3 separate regions of the Hordeum vulgare genome follow, and regions 1 and 2 are each linked to region 3. A link is a contact called in public Hi-C data. All regions are on one chromosome and are shown on one strand. Each heading gives the region's core, a stretch centred on a gene start, on an enhancer-like site or on the middle of the called end of the contact. The rest is flanking DNA. Distances are from core to core; before and after follow the strand shown. Region 1 has its middle 100 kb from the start of LOC123442890. Region 2 holds the start of LOC123439478 (monothiol glutaredoxin-S2-like). Region 3 holds the start of LOC123442888 (transcription factor IIIB 60 kDa subunit-like).

Region 1 (4,569 bases), core at 287-2,786, 880 kb before region 3:
GAAAGGCACGTACGTGCCTCTCGCGAAGGCAAAACCTTGTCTTTCACGGAAGCAAAAACGTGCCTCTCGCAAAAAAAAACAGAAAACGTGTTTTTTCTTTTTCGAGAGACACGGCGTGCCTCTCGCGGAAGCAAAACCATGCCTCTCGAAAAAAATAAAAAACATGTTTTTTCACGTAAAAAAAATAGAAAACGCGTTTTTGTGATTTTTTTTCGTCCAAAAATTATGAAAGACCGGTAAAAAACCGTAACACCATAAAATCGAAAAAAACCACTCAAAAGGCGAAAAGGCTTCGAAAAAATAAAATAAAAAACAAAATCTGAAGGAAACGCTCAGAACGCGGCATGTGACGATGGCCAGAAGCGCGCAAGTGACGGCGCGCGGAAACGATCACTGGGAGGCTCTTAAAGGAGCGCTCGCTAACTAGTTGCTTTCCTTTTATGAACCGTTTTGACAAATAAATATATCGCATGCTCATGGATCGGCCCACACGTGGAAGGTGTTGTGTACTGCAGGCACCTGTTTGCAAAATGAACGTTAACCAATGCGTGCAGTGTTAAATAGGATTTGCCCGATGCCTGATGCTCACCGTTTCCCATTTTCTCCTTTCTTATGTGCTCACTAATGGGCAGGATGCTAATGTAAACGTTTCAGCGAGAGCTTGTTCCATCTCGGGTGGAACGAGATATAACTCTTGCGAACGACGAATAGGTACACCCAACATTTTGAGATCACGACTTGGCTCGCCCATCTACAAGTACAATCAGTGCAATTTATAGATTAGCTGGTTGCACAGCTATTGTAGCGCTAGTTAGAATTGTGCCAGCCTATCAAATGGTTTTTTAACAGTGAACATTTTTTGAAAAACTGATTGTTTATAAAAATGAACTTTCTTTTAAAAGCAAACATTTTTCAGAGATATGATTCTTTCTATATTTTTGAAAGAAATATATAAATTGTTCTATTTAATAATTTGAACATGTTTGTAAAACATGAATATTTTAAAGTTCTGATATTTTTTTTATAAAAATGAGTACTTTTTCAATTATCAATATGTTTTGAAAAATGCAAATATATTTTCATAATTGAATAACTTTTGTATTTTTAAAAAAAAATTAAAAAGGGAAAAGTTTTGAAATATACATTTTCTTAAAAAATATAAACAAACCAAAAAATAATGAAAAAATACAAATAAGAAGACCCAATTAAGGAACCTTCTATAAGGTTCCAAAACCACATAAAAAATGGACACGAAGCATTCGAGAGGGTTCTCAACTCCTATAACCTTATGTACCGGTCCACCTCATCATTTCCTAGTACTAAACCACGTGTATATTCCCCCAAAAGAAAAAAACTAAACCACGAGTATTTAACAGAGTGAACGCCTAATTGGAAATTCGTCCCAACAATATGTTTCTCTAAGGATGGTCTTTTTCAAAGCCCATTGTCTGATGGGCCAACTAAAGGAGGCACCAATGGGCATTTGTCCGATATGCATCCAAGGAGCTGTTAATCTTAAAAATCACTAATTGAGATGTATCCTTTTCAAAGTTCACTCTCACTTTCTCATGTTGTGACAAGTGGCGCACTGTAAATGTGTCACTTGTCGCAAGCTAGGAGTTTTGTCCTTTTTCCAGATTCGTTTATTTAAAACACCTTATAATTGGTGCATTCAAATATTAAACCTTTTTCACTGTTGGATTCCTCGCGTCGAGATCTTCAAAACTAGATCCTATTTTGATAGATTTTAACAATTTTTTATTAGAAATGTGGACAAAAATCCATGCCGCTCGCGAAGAAAAAAGAAAATATGTATTTTTTCGTTTTCAAGAAGCATGGACGCGCCTCTCGTTTAAAAAAGTTCATAGAATTCGATAAAAAATTCATCGAATTTGAAAAGAAATCACAAAATTCAAGGAAAAGTTCATTGAATTTTAAAAAAGGTCATCTAATTTGAAAAAACCCTCATAGAATTCATAAAAAAGTTCAATGAGTTTGAAGAAACAACAAGTAACATTTGAAAAAAGTTCATTGCTATAGAAATAAGTTTATTTATTTTTTTGAAAGAAAATAATCAATTTTCAATAAAAATACGAATTTATAGAAAAATCATGCAATAAAAAAGATGGAAATAAGAGAATAAAACCGCCCTAGAATTGTCCAAAGAATTGGCGGAAAACTGGTTTGGAAAAAATCCCAAATAAAATTGGAGGATTCCGCAACTCAGAGAACAAATAAAAATAAAACATGTTTTGAAGCACTAATGTTCGGCGGCGTGGCGGTGGGCTACGTCGGCTGTGAAGAATGAGGTCACGGTTTTGAACTATCGTTGGTCACTTTTTTTCAAAATCACTAATTAAAGAATACACCTTCCAACGATTACTCCGACCTTCACAGGTTGTGATAAGTGGCGCATCAGTAGTCACAACCTAGGAGTTTTCCTTTTTTCCGTAGATCTGCATTTTAAAACGTTTTATCTCCTAAACCATGCGTCCAAATCTCGTACCGTTTTCACCGTTGTCTTTCTCACGTTGAGATCTTAAAAACTAGATCCAATGTTGATAGATTTTGATGAACTTTTTTTTCACGGAAAAATCCGAAAGAAAAAAACTGACGAAAAAACCGCGCCTCACGCGATAGAAAAAAAAACAGAAAACGCGTTTGTTTCCTTTTTGAGAGGCACGGGTCGTGCCTCTCGCGAAGGCAAAACCATGCCTCTCGCGAAAGCAAAATCGTGGCTCTCGTGAAAAAGAGAGAGGAGAAAACGCGTTTTCCCCTTTTCGGGAGAGGCACTGACGTACCTCTCGCGAAAACAAAACTATGCCTTTCGCGGAAGCAAAACTGTGCCTCTAGCGAAAAAAATAGAAAAAATGTTTTTTTCCTTTTAGGAGTGGCACGGACGTGCCTCTCACGAAGGCAAAACCGCGCCTCTCGCAAAAAAAATATAGAAAATGCTTTTTTTCCTTTCCGAAAGGCACGGACGTGCCTCTCGCGAAGACAAAACCGTGCCTTTCATGGAAGCAAAACCGTACCTCTCGCAAAAAAAAGAAAAAACACGTTTTTCTTTTTCGAGAGGCACGGCGAAGGAAAAACCGTGCCTCTCGCGAAAGCAAAACCATGTCTCTCGCAAAAAAAATAAAATAAAACGTTTTTTCGCGTAAAAAAACAGAAAACGTGTTTTTAGTGATTTTTTTCGTCCAAAAGTTACGAAAGACCGGTGAAAAACCGTAACACCAAAAAAATCAAAAAAACCCACTCGAAAGGCTAAAACGCCTCCGAAATAATAAAATAAAAAACAAAATCTGAAAAAACGCTCAGAACGCGGCACGTGACGACGGCTGGAAGCGTGCAAGTGACGGCGCGCGGAAACAATCACTGGAAGGCTCCCAATGAAGCGCTCGCTAACTAGTTAATTCCCTTTTTTAACCCTTTTGACGAATAAATATATCGCATGCTCATGGACCGGCCCAACACGTGGAAGGTGGTGTGCACTACAGGCACTTGTTTGCAAAATGAACGTTAACCAATGCGTTCAGCGTTAAATAGGATTTGCCCGATCCCTGGTGCTCCCCGTTTCCCATTTTCTCCTTTCTTATGTGCTCATTAATGGGCAGGATGTTAATGTAAACATTTCAGCGAGAGCTTGTTCCATCTCGGGTGGAACGAGATATAGCTCTTGCGAACGAGGCATAGGTACACCCAACATTTTGAGATCACGACTTGGCTCGCCCATCTACAAGTACAATCAGTGCAATTTATAGAGTAGCTGCTTGCACTGCTATTGTAGCGCTAGTTAGAATTGTGCCTGCCTATAAAATGGATTTTTAACAGTGAACATTTCTTGAAAAACTGATTGTTTATAAAAATGAACTTTCTTTTAGAAGCAAACATTTTGCAAAGATATAATTCTTTCTATATTTTTGAAAGAAATATATAAATTGTTCCATTTAATAATTTGAACATGTTTGTAAAACGTGAATATTTTAAAGTTCTGATAATTTTTTTAAAAAAATAGTACTTTTTTAATTATCTATATGTTTTGAAAAATGCAAATATATTTTCATAATTGAATAACTTTTGAATTTTCAAACATTTTTTAAAAAAGGCAAAAAATAGAAATATACATTTTCTTAAAAAATGTAAACAAACCTAAAAATAAAAAAAATAAAAAGACGAATAAGAAGACCCAATTAAGGAACCTTCTATAAGGTCAAAAACCCATAAAAAATGGACACGAAGCATTCGAGAGGGTTCGCAACTCCTATAACCTTATGTACCGGTCCACCTCATCATTTCCTAGTACTAAACCATGAGTATATTCCTCAAAAAGAAAAAAACTAAACCACAAGTATTTGACAGAGTGAACGCCTAATTGGAAATTCGTCCCAACAATATGTTTCTCTAAGGGTGGTCTTTTTCAAAGCCCGTTGTCTGATGGACCAACTAAAGGAGGCACCAATGGGCATTTGTCCCATATGCATCCAAGGAGCTGTTAATCTTAAAAATCACTAATTGAGATGTATCCTTTTCAAATTTCACTCTCACTTTCTCATGTTGTGACAAGTGGCG
Region 2 (4,201 bases), core at 133-2,632, 640 kb before region 3:
TGCAGTTCGAGACGGTGTCATCTTCGCAAATCTCAGAGGGTACTCGCATGTGGTGATGGAACCCGACAACGTGAAGGTGGTCAACCTCTCGAACTCTCGCCACAACCGTCGTTTAGTTGTGGCACCAATTTTTTTAGAAATTGATGAGCAATCTGCTCCTTTTCACTCTTTTGTAATTCAGCATATAACTAGTAGATCAGCTAACGGACCAGCTCATCTTTGCGTCAAGCGTGCTTGTGAGGTGAGTGTCATCGAAAGCTGGCTGACGAAGACACCGAGCTTCTTGATTAGCAGTCTTCTAACTAACTATGTAACGAATGCCTTTATATGAATAAAGCTCTTAATTCCCCGAAAAAATGGCAGGAAGGGGCAAGGCGGAGTGACCGTGCCGTGGCGCACATTGCGGCCGACGTGACCATGCGACGACCTGCGTTCACAACGAGAGAAAAAGATCTGGGGTCGCAGCGCGGAAGGAATATGCGACCGACCGGCGGGGCAAAGTCCGGCCCGTGCTGTCGCCTCCGCCTCCGGGCGATGTGGTGGTGGCGGTGCTTCGATCGACCTGACGTTGGACGGCGCACTAGCTAGGCTTGCCCCGAGCGGCCGGGCAACAGCGACGTCACCGGACGCCGGGCGCGCCACGCGTCCCGCACGGGCCCCGCGCGGCGACGATACCGCTGAGGCGAGCGTGGACGTCACCGGTCACCCTCTCGGCCGGCCGGCCTCCGAGAGACGGATCGGAGCAGCAGACCGCGGCACGAGATGGATTAATTAGCCGTGACACTGTTGCCTGCGTAGGCCTGGTGACGCCAGCCAGCGAGAGCGCCCTCGTCTCGCACAGTCCCCCATCCTCGTCGTCGTCGGCGTCGACCCGTCGTGCAAATTTAGCGCTTGGGCTCACGTGGCAGCCGTACTGTGTTGTATGGCAGCTGGTTCGACGAAGCCAACGACCTGCTGCGGTGGCACTGGCACTGCACCCGTCCATGTGCTGAAATTGAAGGCCGCGGTCGCATCGGCGGAGGACAATCGATCGTACGTACCATGCACCCAGTCAGTGAGTTTCGATGCCGGCATCTCCCAAGCCTCAGGCTGGATGGATGGATGGTTCGCGTTGCCCCGCATATCCCGCTCACCAAACCGCAACGAATCCGAAAAGAAGAAAAAAATATGCTGCTGCTGCTGCTGCCACTCCGAGAAGAAAAGGGTGGCATAAAAACGAAGGTCCGTTTCCTTCGTCTCTCTCCGTCCGTCACCACCCGTCCGGTGGTAGGGGTGAGAGGGAGGGAGGGAGGATACTTTGGAGCTCTACCAGCTCGTGGTGGTGCTGAATTTAATGCCCGCTTTGCTGTCCGTCTCCGGCCACGTGACGCAACCTCAGGCCCCACGGCACCTTGTCATCGCCCGCCCGACGTCACCTCCCATCCCATGTGCCCGCTCCGGCCCCCCTATATATAAACGCCTCGCCGGGCTCGCCTCTCCACCTCCTACCCATCCATATTCACCGTGACCAGACCAGAGGCGTCGTCTGCTTCTCTGCTCCCTAGTTTAGTTTTGCTGCGAGCGGCGACCTTTTTCACCTCTTCACGGCGGCGGGAGGCGGCGAGCATGCAGGCGGTGGCGGGCATCCGGCGGGGGCTGACCATAGACCCGGCCGGGGAGGAGGAGGCGCCGGCGCAGCGGTTCGGGCGGCTGGTCAGGGAGAGCCCCGTGGTCATCTTCGCGCGCCGCGGCTGCTACATGGCGCACGTCATGAAGAGCCTCCTCGCGGCCGTCGGCGCGCACGCCACCGTCATCGAGCTCGAGGGACCCGCCGAGGAGCTCGCGGCGGTGGAGGCCGGCGGCCACGCGGCCGTGCCGGCGCTCTTCGTCGGCGGCGCGCCCGTGGGCGGCCTCGAGGGCCTCATGGGGCTCCACCTCAGCGGCCTCCTTGTCCCACGCCTCCGAGAGGTCGGAGCCCTCCGCGCCTAGCTAGTAGCTCGATCCCCTGCTCCCCGTCGCCGGCGAACCCCCCTCGCACGTGTGCGTGCACGCTTCGTCGTCGTCTCCGTCTCCGTGTATGTATATATGGGATCCATGAGCTCTGTAATTTCAGGACTATCAAGGGTGTGGAGTGAGAAACAACAGGATAAATAAGCTGTACCACACCCACACGGGTGGGAAGACAAACTAGATGAACTCTAGCGTTTCTCGAAAAAAGAAAGATGAACTCTAGCAGGGGTGTTGTGACAAAAAAGGCTGGACCTAAATGTGATTATTACTTTTACTTAGGACTACTCCTGTCGTCCCTCCAGCTGCGTTGGGTTTCAGTTCACAGACATCATCAGCAACTCAGCTGTTTCAAAAAAAAAAAAAATTCACTGTTTGCTTGCCCACTTGTTTAAAATCTTGCTTCTGTTTTGTCCTGGTGTGATGTTCTTTGCTTGGCGCAAATTAACTAGTGATTGCCCCACATGATTGCCGTATAATCATGCTTGGAAGCCGATTAGTCTATGGCAGGGAGATAACATATTCAAGTGCCGGGGGTGGGGGGTGGGTAATGGAGGGGGACGTCAGCACTAACTCGGAACCCTAATGGCTGCTTTGCCGGCAATGATCGAAATGCGCATCGGTCTCGCTCAGTACGGCGGAACTTCGACCACAAGCCAGAGCTCGAGCCAGTGCATCACAAGGGTTGGAGCTAGGTAGCAAGCCCAGCGTAGAACCAATACTGATTGAGGTCAGATGAACTGAATGAATCTTGTCAATTTCCGGAAGTTCAGACTGGCACTTCATTAGTGGTAGAAGACCGCGAAGCAAGGGTGATGTTTGTAACTGCAGTTACTAGTACATGTTTCGTCTGACCGGTGCATTTTTCCGGTGCGTTCCACGGTTGATACGGGCCGTTGATTCTTACGTACGTTGCGTTGCGTTGCGTTGAGGGGAAGAAACGGGAGAGACGTAGAGTAAAGACGTGCGGTTGCCAACACTCAAAGGCATCCATTGCACGCGGCGGTAGCCCAGCCGGATCGCGGCTCCGAGCCGAGCGATCCACGGCGTACGTCGCACGTGCCAGCCGCTTAATTCCCGGCGGGAAATAAAAATGCGTACTACTCTACGTGCAGGTGACGCGAAATTTCATACAGCGCCATGCCGCGAACGAGACAAGCTGCACACGATCCCACACTGTTCACCCGTGCACACAGCTTTACTCTACTTGCTACACTACTACTCCTGCAGGACAGGCATTTATTATTAGCCATGGGCCGCTCTGGAAAAATACTGCACCTGCTGCTGCTCGTAGTCGTCTTCTCCCGAGAAGAGAAGGCAGCGAACAATTGAAGTTTTTTTTTTCGGGTGAGCAAACAATTGAAGCTGACGAGGTCCTCATGTCAAGCCACGTAGAGCTGTCAGAGAAATGTCTGGGGTGCTCCAAATTTCCAGTTTCGTCTCATTGCCACCGGTTGTCTGCTTCTGCGGGGCTCGGCGGACCCTGTCAGCGTGCAACTCGTTTGGCATCTACTCGCTGAGTCCGTTTTATTTATTTTTTAACTGAGCGCCCAAGGCCAGCGAGGCTCCCTCCTCTAACACGTACACCCCACAGTAAATACTGTGTTAAAAAAAGGTACGGTACAGTACTGTACTATACTCCTGGTACTACGAGCCCACTGTGCAACAATACTGTAAAAATTTGCATCATCGTCAGATCTGATCCTGATCGATATGTATGTATACAACCTGGTGATGCGAGCGTCGCAGATCGCCCACCGATTCCTGCCTGCCCGCCAAAGCCGACGCCTGGGTTTCGGTCACTTGCATGCTCCAATCGCCCAGCCCGTACTGTTGTGAAGTAGTACTCCGTATGTAGTTTCTTTTATTCCCGCAAAAAAAAGTATGTAGTTCTTTTGGAACTTGTTTTGCAGTATATAATTTGAGAAAAAAAGTTCAGTTTTCCTAGCCATTGGTTGCTTGAAATTCCAAACCGCGCCACTCGATTCTTGCGGTAAGGAGTGATTGTTAGAGTAAAACGAGATTGAATGAAAGTGAATGGACGATTAGTCTTGTTTCTATTGATTCTCAAGTATATATACATCTGGAAGAGGTGCGAAGTAGAGGTGTATGTTCGGAGGCATCCCTTCAGAACAGTTGCCTGTTGGCAATAGAGAGAGAGAGAGATGAGACACGACTTTTCGGGTTGGACACATCCCTTGGATTAATGTACTAA
Region 3 (4,461 bases), core at 190-2,689:
GCGTTTGCCAAGACACACGTGGACGGAGTGGGTCCGCAACAACCTTGACCTCACTGTCGCGTGGGTGCTCGGTCGCTCAGTCGCCCCCACGGAGACAGTCGCGAGGCGACACCTCCACCTTGACGGCGAGCTCGCGAAGATCGGCGAGTAGTGGTCACTCAGTGATTGCTCCCCAACGCCGGTAAGGCAAGACCATCACCAGGACTCTGTCGGCATAGTCAGTAGTCGCCAGTCCCTTCGTATCACGCAACAGGAGGCGGAGCGGCTCATCCGAGCGACATGCAACCGTCGATTATCGCGTCTCTCCGACATCCGTCTGCCAGTGGAGGGACGATGATGACGACAACACGTACGACGACATTAGTGCAACAAGACATGACGGTCACGCATACGAGGTGGTCATGCCAACGTTTTAGTTTGTTTAATAGTTTTTAGTAAAATGGTCGAAAAATCATTTGTATATGTAAATTATATCTGAACTTCGTATAAAAGTTTGCACAAATTTTATTTAGTTAATTCAAATTGTTGTTCAATGTATGCATACATCATTGGATGCCGGCCTCCGGCCTCCGACACTAGTGCGTGTAGACTGTCCCGTGTCCACGAACGTATGCCACAAGGAATTTGCGGATCGCCGTTAGAGATGGCCTAAGCAAGGCCTCGTCCTACTAAGCATGGCGCCCTAGACCGGAGCATCATACATCGTAGTCCGATCTGACGTAGTACGGTCAACTCTGACGCATGATGCCGTTGACGAGGGCAATGTGCTGCATGACATGGCGATTCAGGCTTGGGCATCGTGAAATGGACCATTTTTTGAAATAAACTGGGTTCATGTTATGCTTAAGTTTTCAAGAGGGGCCAGTTTTTGTCTTTTTTACACCATCGAACAAGGAGTTGGATTTGAAGTGTTTGTATTGTACGAACTTCTCATTTTTTCCTAGTATATTAACTTACGATAGAAGATCTTTGTGCAACCCTCATGGTCTTTCTACTATATTAACCAAGGACAGAGGATCTTTGTGCAATATTCATGATCTCGCCAGACACGAATGGAAGGAGCATAAGCGACAACGCTGACATGTCGCTGTGTTGAAATAGAGGACGTGGACCTATGAATGGTCTTGAATCATGCTTATTAGACTACATAAATATATTACATTATTTTTTCCGTTGCAACGCACGAGTCTTTTTCTAGCGAAAGATGATTCAAAAAAGCAAAAACCAAGGACCACCAGCTGATCGGCCGCCGACAATGATGGCATTTGTGAACGCTGGGGGAGGCATTTTGTGTGGCTGAGGGTGGAATTTTGCAAAACTGTCTTGGTAGTTCGTTTATATTACGGGTACATTCCTTTTGTAAAACTACCACCGTCTGATCTGGATCTAACGGCTCTGGTGGCGTTCCCTGGGATCCCACCCCCAGCGAACGTTCGCCACATAGGATTTCCCGAAACCAAAGCTGAGCTCTGGTAGAAACCTCGATGAACCCTCGGCCCTCGCCGTTCTACCACTCCGTGCCCCCCTCCCTTTCCCCGGCCAGGCGGCCGCTTCTTCCTCTCCCCACACCTCCGTGCTGCCGCCCGGCCCTCCTCTCCGCCTCCCGCCTCCCACCTCTGCCTAACCTCTCGTCCCCGACGCCCCACTTCCCTGGAGTTGTGCCGCCGCCGATCCCAACCCTAGACGCCCCCCCTCCACTGAAGCAGCGCCGCCGCCCAGGCCCCTGACGCCGCCCTTTACCCGCTGCGCCGCCACGCAGCTTCCACACCGAGGCGTGTAAGGCTTCTCTCATTCTTACTTCTTGGCCACTCTAAGATTGGATGGGGTTGTGTGTAAAAAATACAGTTTGGTTGGTTCTTTTGCTTTTCGCTAACTGGACTGGGCCTACCGATCTTGGAATTAGAGAGGGTTAAAATTTAGTGGTATGTCTTAGAATGCAACTAGCACTACATTATTGAATTCAAATGCCTTGCATCATGCTGTCAACCATAGATGTGTCCTCTAATTCTGCTGATGCATCCACATTTTGAGTTAACGAGTCTGCTCTTGCTCTGGGGACATTGCTCCTGAGCCACCACGACTTGTGGGGGACAAGCCAAGAAAGCTGCTCGACGCTGTCGTAAGAAATGCTGCTATACTACTGCGTTGGGGCTTGGGAATTCACGCGGAGCATTGGTCAGGACGCTGTTGCCAGCGGCTAACTATGTGCTTTCAAAGATCTCAACACTTTTTTTTCTGAGTTGAAAGCTTAGTTTAGTTTCATTGTTGTAACTTCATGATCGATTTTGAATTGGAAGTTAAAATTCAACGTGTTGAATTTTAGTCTTCCCGTGCACTGAATATTTAATCCTAGAAATCAAAAGTAGTGCTTGAATGTTTTGATATTTTATTGGACTGAATGCAGCCTGTCCTGCCCCCGTGTTTGACCTCCAGAGTAAGTGCACACACGGTTAGGAAGCAGGTCACCTCTCACATGCTAGTTGTAATGCTCCAACTATAAAATGCGTTGTTAGATTGGAACTGGGTAGAAAAATAATCCAAATCGAAGTCTGCTATTCCTTTACTTGTATTTACTTCACAATCTGAATAGATTGCTCTTTTTACTTTTGAAGGTTGAAGATCACATTCCTTGCAATCCTCTTATTTGAAGGCTAATTGGAGTTGGATCATTCTCCTAGGTCTACTACTTCTGTTCACCAATGGTTTACTGTTCTCACTGTGCTGATTATTGCCCATTCATAAAGGATCCCGACAAAGGATATATGTGAGACCCCCTTTCCTATTCTTTCTTTGTTATTCTCATTGCATGTGAAATCAAGCCGTATAATTGTTTGTGTACATTGTTTTGTTGATCAGCATGTTACTTTCTTGCTTAATAAATTTCTATTAAGCAGCTTCAGCGGTTGTTCATGTGTCTTGTCATGTTTGATGGTCAGATGTTGTGGGACGTGTGGAAAGGTTATTGATCAGGAGATTTTCACCGATGAGCCTACTTTTTTCAAGGACAGTTCCGGAGCGGTTGGTCTTATTATTGTGCTTCTCATTATTCACTTCCTTAATTTATCTGTGTAGTTTGTCAGGTTGACTTTCTTGGATGTGTACAGAGCAGGCTGGCTGGAAACATACTGAGCAGCATCGAGAGTGGGAGTTCACTATCCCACGAAAGGACTTTAATGAAAGGTATGGCTTTTAGGGCACTCCTTTGTTTTATTGATTGTTCTTCCCACTTCGTGAATTAAGCCTGTGATTTATTTCCGTAGGGAGAGACGAGATTTGGCAGATTGTCACCAGCTTACATGTTGGTGGTGGAGATACTATCATTGATATGGCTCATAAATTTTATACAGTATGGATTTTTGTTATCACTCAGTAACTATCTTCTCTGAAATAGTATGGTAAATTATGAAAATGATATTTCTTTTTGTTGAAGTGTAGCTAGCTGTGGACCATAATTTTACAAGGGGCCGTCGAACAACTCATGTTGCAGCAGCTTGCCTTTACATTGCCTGCCGGTACGCTATCATCTACTCCCTCCGTCTCATAATGTAAGATGTTTTTTAACACTAGCGTAGTGTCAAAAAACGTCTTACATTATGGGACGGAGGGAGTAATTAACAATTAGTCTCTTGTTGCTTTATTGTAAGCCTTTCTATCCATTTTGCCTATTCCTTGTTCATATATGACCATGTCCTCCTCCATTTTGGGTGGGGTTAGGAATCTTCCTTAGTTTATTAGTCATTGATTGCTCCTAATTGCCTCTCAAAAAACTGCAAAACCGTCTTTACTATATGGTTTTCAAAAATCGCAATACAGTGTTGGTACATTATGTTTTACTTTCATTCTATATCTCTGGTTTCTTACTAGAAAATTAGATGCTTGATTTTTCTCAAAAAAATAATAAAAATTAGATGCTTGATCTGGATAAACTTCTGTCCTGGTGAGTTTGTAAAACAATAAGCGACAGAACCAAGAGACAAGCGCCTAAGCTGTATGAACCTATGAGACAATCAAACTTCTTCTATAGACATGCACGTTGAACCCATGCCCCTCAGATATACATCTTCTATATTGTAAGCAATGGTCTACTATCAAGACTGTTTCCTAAATTCTCTGGTTCAGAGCTCTTCTGAGTAGCCCAGTGATGTTAGTTTTTGTTTGTTTATTATTCTTAATACTTCCTGCAAATGGAAATAACTATCCTAAAATCCGTGCTAGTAATAAAAAATCAACTTGATCATCCATCTATGTATAAAAAAGGGCATCTACATCGTCCACATGAAACTGATATTACTACTTACTAGACTAGGTATAATCTGTGGGTGTATAAATGGACTTATTATATGTGCAACAAGCACTATCACCACACGTCATGATTTATTGCTGTGCTGAAAATATCTTGTTTCCCTTTTATGTTCTTTGTGGTTCACCGAAGTCTGTTCTCTTTAACTCAATGGTTGTCAC

What was found. Hi-C and Micro-C count contacts between places; a contact is called where the count stands out from the background.
Region 1: a contact with region 3 is called in a Hi-C map of leaf, with 2.4 times the contacts expected there. The contact joins the enhancer-like site here to the promoter of LOC123442888 in region 3. A contact is called at or near these places in 2 of 6 Hi-C or Micro-C datasets (both in leaf).
Region 2: a contact with region 3 is called in a Hi-C map of seedling, with 3 times the contacts expected there. The contact joins the promoter of LOC123439478 here to the promoter of LOC123442888 in region 3. A contact is called at or near these places in 2 of 6 Hi-C or Micro-C datasets (leaf and seedling).

The regions. Positions count from the first base shown.
Region 1 is chr3H:42,982,873-42,987,441 of MorexV3_pseudomolecules_assembly, reverse strand. No RefSeq gene overlaps it. Among protein-coding and RNA genes, the nearest start is that of LOC123442890, 100 kb to the left of the region's middle. Within about 2 kb of position 1,536, at least 1 of the 3 cell types and tissues checked has open chromatin away from gene starts, as enhancers often do. A contact at or near this core is called in leaf, where this site is marked.
Region 2 is chr3H:42,738,660-42,742,860 of MorexV3_pseudomolecules_assembly, reverse strand. LOC123439478 (monothiol glutaredoxin-S2-like) reads left to right here and starts at 1,382. Exons shown (of 1, transcript XM_045116190.1): 1 at 1,382-2,267. The coding sequence starts at 1,606. The coding sequence ends at 1,968.
Region 3 is chr3H:42,100,039-42,104,499 of MorexV3_pseudomolecules_assembly, reverse strand. LOC123442888 (transcription factor IIIB 60 kDa subunit-like) reads left to right here and starts at 1,439. Exons shown (of 20, transcript XM_045119064.1): 1 at 1,439-1,776; 2 at 2,613-2,764; 3 at 2,937-3,018; 4 at 3,105-3,180; 5 at 3,261-3,346; 6 at 3,436-3,512. The coding sequence starts at 2,700.